Regions from separate parts of the Sus scrofa genome. Here regions 2 and 3 are each linked to region 1. Evidence: chromatin contacts called from public targeted proximity ligation data. All regions are on one chromosome and are shown on one strand. The core of a region is the stretch at or near the end of the contact, and the rest is flanking DNA. Distances in the headings are between cores, read along the strand shown.

What was found.
Region 2: a targeted proximity ligation map of alveolar macrophages shows a contact between it and region 1. A contact is called at or near these places in 2 of 47 Hi-C or Micro-C datasets (both in liver) and 1 of 2 datasets of targeted methods (alveolar macrophages).
Region 3: a contact with region 1 is called in a targeted proximity ligation map of alveolar macrophages. A contact is called at or near these places in 1 of 47 Hi-C or Micro-C datasets (skeletal muscle) and 2 of 2 datasets of targeted methods (alveolar macrophages and skeletal muscle).

What each region holds. Positions count from the first base shown.
Region 1 is chr4:14,535,888-14,538,542 of Sscrofa11.1, forward strand. All of the region lies in intron 3 of NSMCE2 (E3 SUMO-protein ligase NSE2), which reads right to left. Among named protein-coding and RNA genes, the nearest start is that of WASHC5, 61 kb to the right of the region's middle.
Region 2 is chr4:14,153,836-14,156,490 of Sscrofa11.1, forward strand. No RefSeq gene overlaps it. Among named protein-coding and RNA genes, the nearest start is that of TRIB1, 140 kb to the right of the region's middle.
Region 3 is chr4:14,264,611-14,267,265 of Sscrofa11.1, forward strand. No RefSeq gene overlaps it. Among named protein-coding and RNA genes, the nearest start is that of TRIB1, 32 kb to the right of the region's middle.

The DNA.
Region 1 (2,655 bases), core at 99-2,598:
ACAGGAACTCCACCTGTGGAAAATTTATGTGTAAGATTTTAAGCATATTTTATAACCAAGGTTAGACAAAAGCACTCTTACTCCCAACTGAAAACTACAACTCAAAGTGAATTCAACAAACTACATCTGTCCTGAGGCATGGAGATGTCATGAAAAGAGCCTTGAATTACATATCAAAAAAACCAAGGTTCAAGTCACACCTTGAGACTAAGCATGTGACCCAAGCATGTCCCTTAACCTTCCTGGGGCTCAGAGTCCATCATATCCTCCTTACTAACTGGGTAGGTTACTGTGATGATTCAAGGGGTCAGGATTCCAGGAGGGCTCCTCACCCCTCACCCGGGGCAAAGAGAGTTGGTTTCAGACTTTTTTCGTCAAAGGGCCAGGGCACTGAAAGAAGAAACTGATGACATTTCCAAATCTGGTTTAAGCAAACCATCAACAGCCTGCAGGCAGATATCAAATAACCAGGGAAGTCAGAGAATTGAATTCACTAACATCCACTAGGCTAGGCCTCCAGAACAAATGAATCACCAAACTGATACCTATCCCACACATGGGCTTTGTTACAGTTTTATTGAAACTGGATCACAATGCACTGCTTATGATTAAATCTTTTTTTTTTTTTTTTTTTAATTGGCTAGCCTGGAAACCTAGCCACAATGTTATTTCGATGGGAAACTGCATTCCAGGATTCAATTCAGGAATCCAAACGCTGGGAGTCTATCTTTTCTCTTTCCAGCTCCAAGAGCTAACAGCGACTCCCTTCTGATCTTCCTTCACCCTTTGGTGCTGTGGCCATTCAGATATCAGATGTCCGATGAGGACAGGCAAGGTCTAATAACTATATGCCATCTTTCACTTTTTTTCCTTTTTTTGTTACAACACATTCTCTTTTATCTACCATTGCCCGGTGAGGGGCATAGGAAAAATACTATTCTTACTCCCATTTTAGAAATGAGGAAGCTGAAGTACAGAGGTTTACGTGACTTGTCCAAGGTCACAGCCTGGCAGAAAGAGGATTAGAAGCCAGATCTTTATTTCCTAGCCCAACACTCTTATCAACGAAACACCAGCTGCTGAGAAATGGGGAGAAGGAAGTGAAGGTGATTGTGATTTACTGAGACGGACTTTTAACATAATTTCATCTGGCTTTGTGAATGTTCATTAATTTCCTTCTTCATTGTTGCCTGATGAGTTAGTCACTAAAACCATCAGATCAGAAAGTATAAATTGTTTTATATTATTTCCTCATTGTTACCGATAGATGTTCAAGTTTAAGTGTTTCATAATAAAGTGACTCAGAGACTAAGCAAGCCCAATCTACATTAGTCACTTGTTGAACTGTTACGTGAGATTTCCACCAAACTCTTGGGAGGTGGTGAGGCGGAGAAAAGGGGTAGGGAGGGAAGACAGAAATAAACATTTACCAAAAAGATGACTAAATTAAGGACCAAAAATGAATGTAAAATCTACACATTTATCCTTCCAGTTCAAGCTGGGGCATGAGAAAATGAATGGGAGGAGACAGCCCAAGCCACCTATGACCACTTATTCCGAGTTTAGGTGGTTTACAAGAGATCACCAATTTAAATGTGGTAGACATTTCCGTGACAGGAGAAAGAAGTTAAAAGTTAACAGGACAGAACGCTGAGCCCTTGCCTTTATACGGCACTTTTACCTCTCAAGGGCTTTCACATATGTTATCGCATTTTTTAATCAAGCAATCACTCTGTGATAGGCAGGGACAGATACTACTAAGTTCATTTTGCGAACCTGCTTAAGGTCACACAGCTTCTCCCTGGAGAGGGAGAGAAGAAAACTCAGTCGTTAAATGGAACATTAACACCAAACAATGTACTACTGTCATGGAATCACACACACTTTACCTTCCAAGGCAGAGCACTTTCATTCCATATGATGGCAGAAAATACCATTACTATTACAGAAAATGTGGCAGGACATGGTCTAACTCTACCTACGTCATTTCGAGGTGCTTTCAGTCACATCTTAAGAATTTCTCCTAAGAAAAAAAACTGAGCTTCTGACATTTTTGCTGAGGCTTTTGAAGACACGGTGTAACTACCCCTCATGAGCTCAGTTTAATTTTGATTCTGTAAGAGGGATGTCCCGAGCACACCCAGGATCTAGTCCATTGAGAGCTCCGATTTAGTGCTTCATGTGTCATTACTGGCTCCGGTGTCATGGCGGGGGCAAAAATAAGCCTCAGGGTGACAGAGTACCTGATGCGTGGAGTGGCTTTGCTCCTTGGTACCAGTAACATTCCAAGAAACGCAAATAGATGAGGCAGCTGGAAGGCAGGTACTGGAGCATGTGGGACCCCTGGATGTCAGTTAAGGAGAAAGTAAAAAGCAAGCAAGTCAGGACGTCTGGAAATCAACTGGGGGGTGCAATCACATCAAACTATTCCTGGCTATTGTTTCCAATTTCAAGTAACACTGACTTGGCCTTTCTAAATATCATTCTGTATTAGAAGAAAACTAAATGATTACTTTAAGATGAAAGAAAGGGTAGGAAAAATAATTAAACTGACTTGGTGTATTACTCTAGTCCATGAGATATGCATGTAAGAATTTTTCACTATTTTAAGGAACGCTATATATTATGTGACAGAAAGTTCCCTTAAAAAAAAAA
Region 2 (2,655 bases), core at 111-2,610, 380 kb before region 1:
TCATCCTTAGCTGCAAGAGAGGCTGGCAGGTGTTGTCTTTGAGATCATTGGCTGTATATCTAAATAAAGGTTGGGGTTGTTTTACTAAGACGAGAGAGAGAATAGACCTTAAGAGGCCACTAGCAGCCCCTGCCACAAGGATGTGAGATGGGAGTCACGAAATTAATGAGGACACGGTTGTCATAATCTGGGGAGAGATGAAAAGGGCCTGAGCAAGGGAGGGGGTGGGGAGGGCATGGGGAAGGGGCTGCATGTGTCAGGTGTCTGGGTGGGCATTTGGCAGGACCTGGTGAGGGATGTGGACAGGAAAGGAGGCCCAAGAGTCAGGAACACCATCCATGCAGGCAGGGAATGGATAAGACAAATGGTTTGAGGGAAGGCTGTGAGTGCCACTGTGGACATGAGATGTGGACATGGATGCCTGAAGGCCAGCCAGAGATGTGCAGTAAGCAGAAAGTTGCATGTTCAGGAGGTCAGGAGAGAAATCTCTTCCTGGGAAAGCCATCTGGGGGTGTCGGCCTTTCGACAGCTGAGGTCTTCAGCTTCAGTAGAGTTAAGGATGTAGGACCCAGATAGAGCAACGGGACAGCATCGCAGCGTGGAAGGGGCACAGGAGGCTGACCTTTGTGAAGTCTAAGGGCAGGAGAAGAATCAGGGGTATTCATGCCCTCAGTCAGTTGCATCCCCCTGTTGAAGCAGATTAAAGAAAAGCCCCTCTCATAGCTACACTCTTTGGATTTTGAAATCCACTTAGTCTTCAAGTCTGGGGCTTGTAGTGGCTCTTTGAGATTATTCATCCTAGCATGCTGTTCTCTTTCCTGTCAGAGTCCTTTAATCCTTCCTTTTGTAACAAAGCCTTTCTTTAACTCTCCTTAATACAGAGATAAGTAGATGATTGATAGATAGATAGATAGATAGATAGATAGATAGATAGATAGATAGATAATAAAGAGAAAGAGAATAAATGGGTGGAAGGGTTGGTGAATGGATGGATGGAAGGGTGGGTGGGTGGATGGATGGATGGATGCATGCATGCCTGCATGGAAGGTGGGTGGATGGATGGATGGATAGAAGGGTGGATGGATAGATGGATGGATGAATGGATGGATGGAAGGGTTGGTGGATGGATAGCAGATAGATAGGTTTCAGGAAAAGATTAATTCACAAGAAAAATTGAGAAGGGACATAGGGGAGGCAGGAGGAGAAGCAGGAGTTAAGGTGGAAGTGAAATGTGACCCCAACATTAGTTAAGAGGAAGGCTATGACGCATCCATTGGATTTGCCGCAAGAAGGTCGCAGATGATCTGGACAAGAGCAGTTCCATGTTGTGGCAGAAGCCAGACTGTAGTGGGTGGAGGTGGAGAAATGAGTGGAAGATGAGGAAGTGGAGACAACTGCTTTCTCCCTCTTCTCTACCTAAAAGGCCTGGCTCAAATGTCGCCTCCTCCACAAACTTTCTCTGATCCTCTCCTCTTCCTCCAGTTCTCAGAGCATCCAGTCGCCTGTCTGCCACAAACCAGTGGCTAAGCTCCTAGGGTAGGAGGCCCATGCCTCTGGATAAACTCAAAGTCACAGAAAGAGCACTGGATTTAGAGTCCAGAAGCATGGGCTCAAACCCTGAAAAACTGTCCAGCCACCTGTCCGGGTTCCCACGAGGGAAGCACATCCTGTCTGACTCGGCCATGAATGGGCTCTGGGCCCTGCCACATGCCCATCCCCGCACACCATCGAAGGTGCCTCCCAGCTGGTCAGCATCCAGTAAAGGACCACAGTCTGCCCGGCCACTGCCCTCATATGATACCTTGGCCATGAGAAAACGTAGGAACATCTGAGATGGCCATGAACATGCCTCTTTCCTGCAACCTCCAGGACAGGTCAAGGCCAGAGGCAGTTTGTATTAGAAGAAAATGTCCATGAGTTCCCATGTGGCACCAAAGGTTGAGGATCCACCATTGTCGCTGCTGTGGCTCCAGTTGCTGCTGTGGCACAGGTTTGAACCCTGGCCCAGGAACTTCCATGTGTCTCCAGCACAGCTTAAAAAAAAAAAAAAAAAAAAAAAAAAGGAGAAAGATAAGAGGAAGAAGAAAATGTCCAAACTGTTCCTGGGGGTTCTGTAAGGAGCCCAACTACTCCTGCCTATCACCCTGGCCTGTCACTACCTAGACCTGTCACTCTGGGTCAACTCTAATCACTCAGACCAAGGCTCCATCATGGGCAGAAAGAGCCATGTATAGCCAGCCACAAAGCTGACCTCTATAGGCCCTTCCCTTGTATTGGACACAGTTCTAACCTGGGGCTTATATCGAGTCCATTAACCTCAGCATGACTCTGTGAGATACCCACGAGTCTTATCCCATTTTATGAACTGGGAACCTAGGAAAGACCAGGCCCTGGAGTAAGCTGACATTTTCAGAGCCAAATCTCTTCTCTTGGCAGAATCATGAGGGAACGAGCATGGAAGGAGAAGGCAGCGTACAATTTTACTGGGCACCGTATATCTCATGTTATCCTCACAACACCTCCGTAAGGGCCTGCATTTCATGGATGGCCAGACAGAGGCTTGGAGAGGGTCAGGGTGGCTCAGCGGGCTAGTGATGAAGTACAGGGCTATGATTTTAACCCTAGGCCACCCCTGTTGTTGAATCTGCTTGATAA
Region 3 (2,655 bases), core at 66-2,565, 270 kb before region 1:
TATTTCTTGGGAGAACCTTGAACTGCCTACATCAACTGCCTTTTTTTTCTACATATGAACTTAGATATAAATGATGAGAGAAGTTATATTCATAATAGCCCAGAAACGGAACTGCTTATGTGTCTATCAACAGGAGAATGAACAAGCAAACTGTGATATATCCATACAATGGAATACTACTAAGCAATAAAAAGGAATCCTGCTGGTATACACAAAACTACGGGAGCATCTCAAAAGCGTTATGCCAAGGGAACAAAGCCAGATAGAGAAGACCACATACTATATGTTTCCATTTATACAAATCTCTGGAAAATGTGAATTTAATAAACGGCAGCTATGAGCAGATCGGTGGTAATTGGGACCAGGTACAAGGGAATATGGGATAATAGAAATATGTTGCATATCATAACAGAACAAAGGGTGGGGGAAAAAATGTAATTGTAATGTATACATGTAAGGATAACCTGACCCCCTTGCTGTACAGTGGGAAAATTTAAAAAAATTATTAAAAAAAAAAAAAAAAAGCCTATCAAGGAACATAAAAAAAAAAAAGAAATATGTTGCATATCATGATTATAGCGGTGGTTACATGGGTGTATACATTTGTTAAGCTCATCAAACTATATGCAGTTTATGCATCCTATTTATGTAAATTATACCACTCAAATTGGAACTCGAGCTTCCCAGAGGCCAAAGCAAAAAGAGAAAAAGAAATATTCACAAGCTTTCCTATGCCCAGAGGAGAAAAATTGCAAAGTTCATAAAATAAAATTGGATCACAGAGATATGGTGGCTTCTGAGCATTGTGGGAACACAGAAAAGGAAGTGACTCATTCTGTTTGGGAAAACCAGGAAATGCTACAGAGATGAGGGTAGGGGGAAAAAAATTGCTAATGCTGACTGTTTGGGGAACGTGGATGTGAGAGGGTGGGATCGGGCTTCTGGATGGGAAACAATCAGCTTAACTCATTTCCTAGTTGTCCTTCAACTCTAAAGAGGGGGGATCGGAGGTCACATTCTCAGGAAGCAGGAAGCAGGCTGGGGCCAGAGCCTCCGTCTCTGCAGGGCCTGAGGAAGGAACTGTCACCCCACAGCCGGGAGGGGACATGTCATTTATTTACCCACCAGTGTGTCACAGATCCCTCCAAACGAGGCTCAGAGCCCAGCTGGACCTTGTCTGGAAGGCCTTCGCTGGGTCAGCACTAACCCTCTGGCTGCCGGTGTGTGCGGAGGTGGGGGTCCCCGGGGGAGGGTCGGAGCTGCGGGAGAGGCGAAAGGATGACCAGCCCGTTCAGAGCGTGTTAGGATCTTAGCAGGCGATCCGGCTGCTGTGTGGGTCCGTTATCAGCGGTGGCCCCTCCCACGCGGATGGACCTCCCCTCCCAGCTGCCTTCCGCAGCCAGAGTCAGGCCTGATTATCACCAGCTAATGAGAATTCCTGGTCTTGGTCATCTGCCCACTTTCAGGAATTTGCTATTCATGAGAAATGTCAACTTTACGAAAACGAGCCCTGTGTGTCAGCTCTTTTTCCCACATTCAGGGTTTACAGCTGACAGGAGTTTGTTTCACATGATTTGCTGATGGGAGAAGAGGTCGTAATCCAGGAAACAGCTCTAGCAAATCATCCCTGAGCCAGCAGGGTGTTCTGGAACATTCTTTTTATTTTTCCCCTTAGAAACCACTTGAAAAGGGAAGCGTTGGGATTTAAACAAGGTTAAAGTGGAAGACTTGGTGCCCAAAGGGTTCATGTTCCCAGGGTAGCCCAGAATGGCTACAGGATTGAGAAGGATTCTGGAAACTTCGAGGGAACCCCCAGTGCCTGCCAGAGGAGAATTGTTATTCAGGAGTATAACACCTCATGATATGACATTGTTTTATTCACTCATAGGATTGAAACTAGTGAGTCCACTATGTAGACAAGGATAAAATGCAAGCTCTCTGGTCCCGGGTAAGTAGTGCGGCTCATTTCAACCAAGCACCATCCCCTCAAGCACGTCTGGTCATTTGACTTTCTTTTTGCTCCTAATCTGACTTCTGGACCAACAGAGAATTAACTTCATAAAGATAACAATGCCAGCCTGTGGAATTCTCACAGGGCATGTCCAGAGGAGGCATATGCTTTTGACCACAAGACTGGGAAGGGATATTTCTGAGGGAGAACTAACTTCCTTAAAGGGAGAGACCCTAGCTTTTAGGGGTTTGAAACAATAACTCTGGATGGAGCCAAGCACAGGAAATATTAAAGCTCTCCAAACACTCAGAGAGAACAGGAAGGGCCTGCCACCCATCCCCAAGCAGTGCCGGGTCTCCTCCAGGGCTCATCCAGCCTCCACCAAGTTCCCAAAGAAACGTGACATCCTAGAGCCATAATCCTGATGAATGGGTTTGTATGGCACCCCAATGTTTATGAGGGCTCTCAACCAAGCTTCCCACAGCCCACCAAGGAAGGTTGAGAAGGCTTTACTGAGATTGAGACACTGAGGCTAGGAAAAAGACCCCAAGCTCATTTAGTTAGTCAAGGGAAAAACAGCCTAGTTGTCAACAGCTTTGTCTCTGCAGTCTTGCTGAAACCCTGGCTGGCTGCCTTCAACTCATTGCCTTACTCCCTGGAGCTGGTTCCCTGCCCCTGCAGTATGGCGCATGCTCCAGGAATGG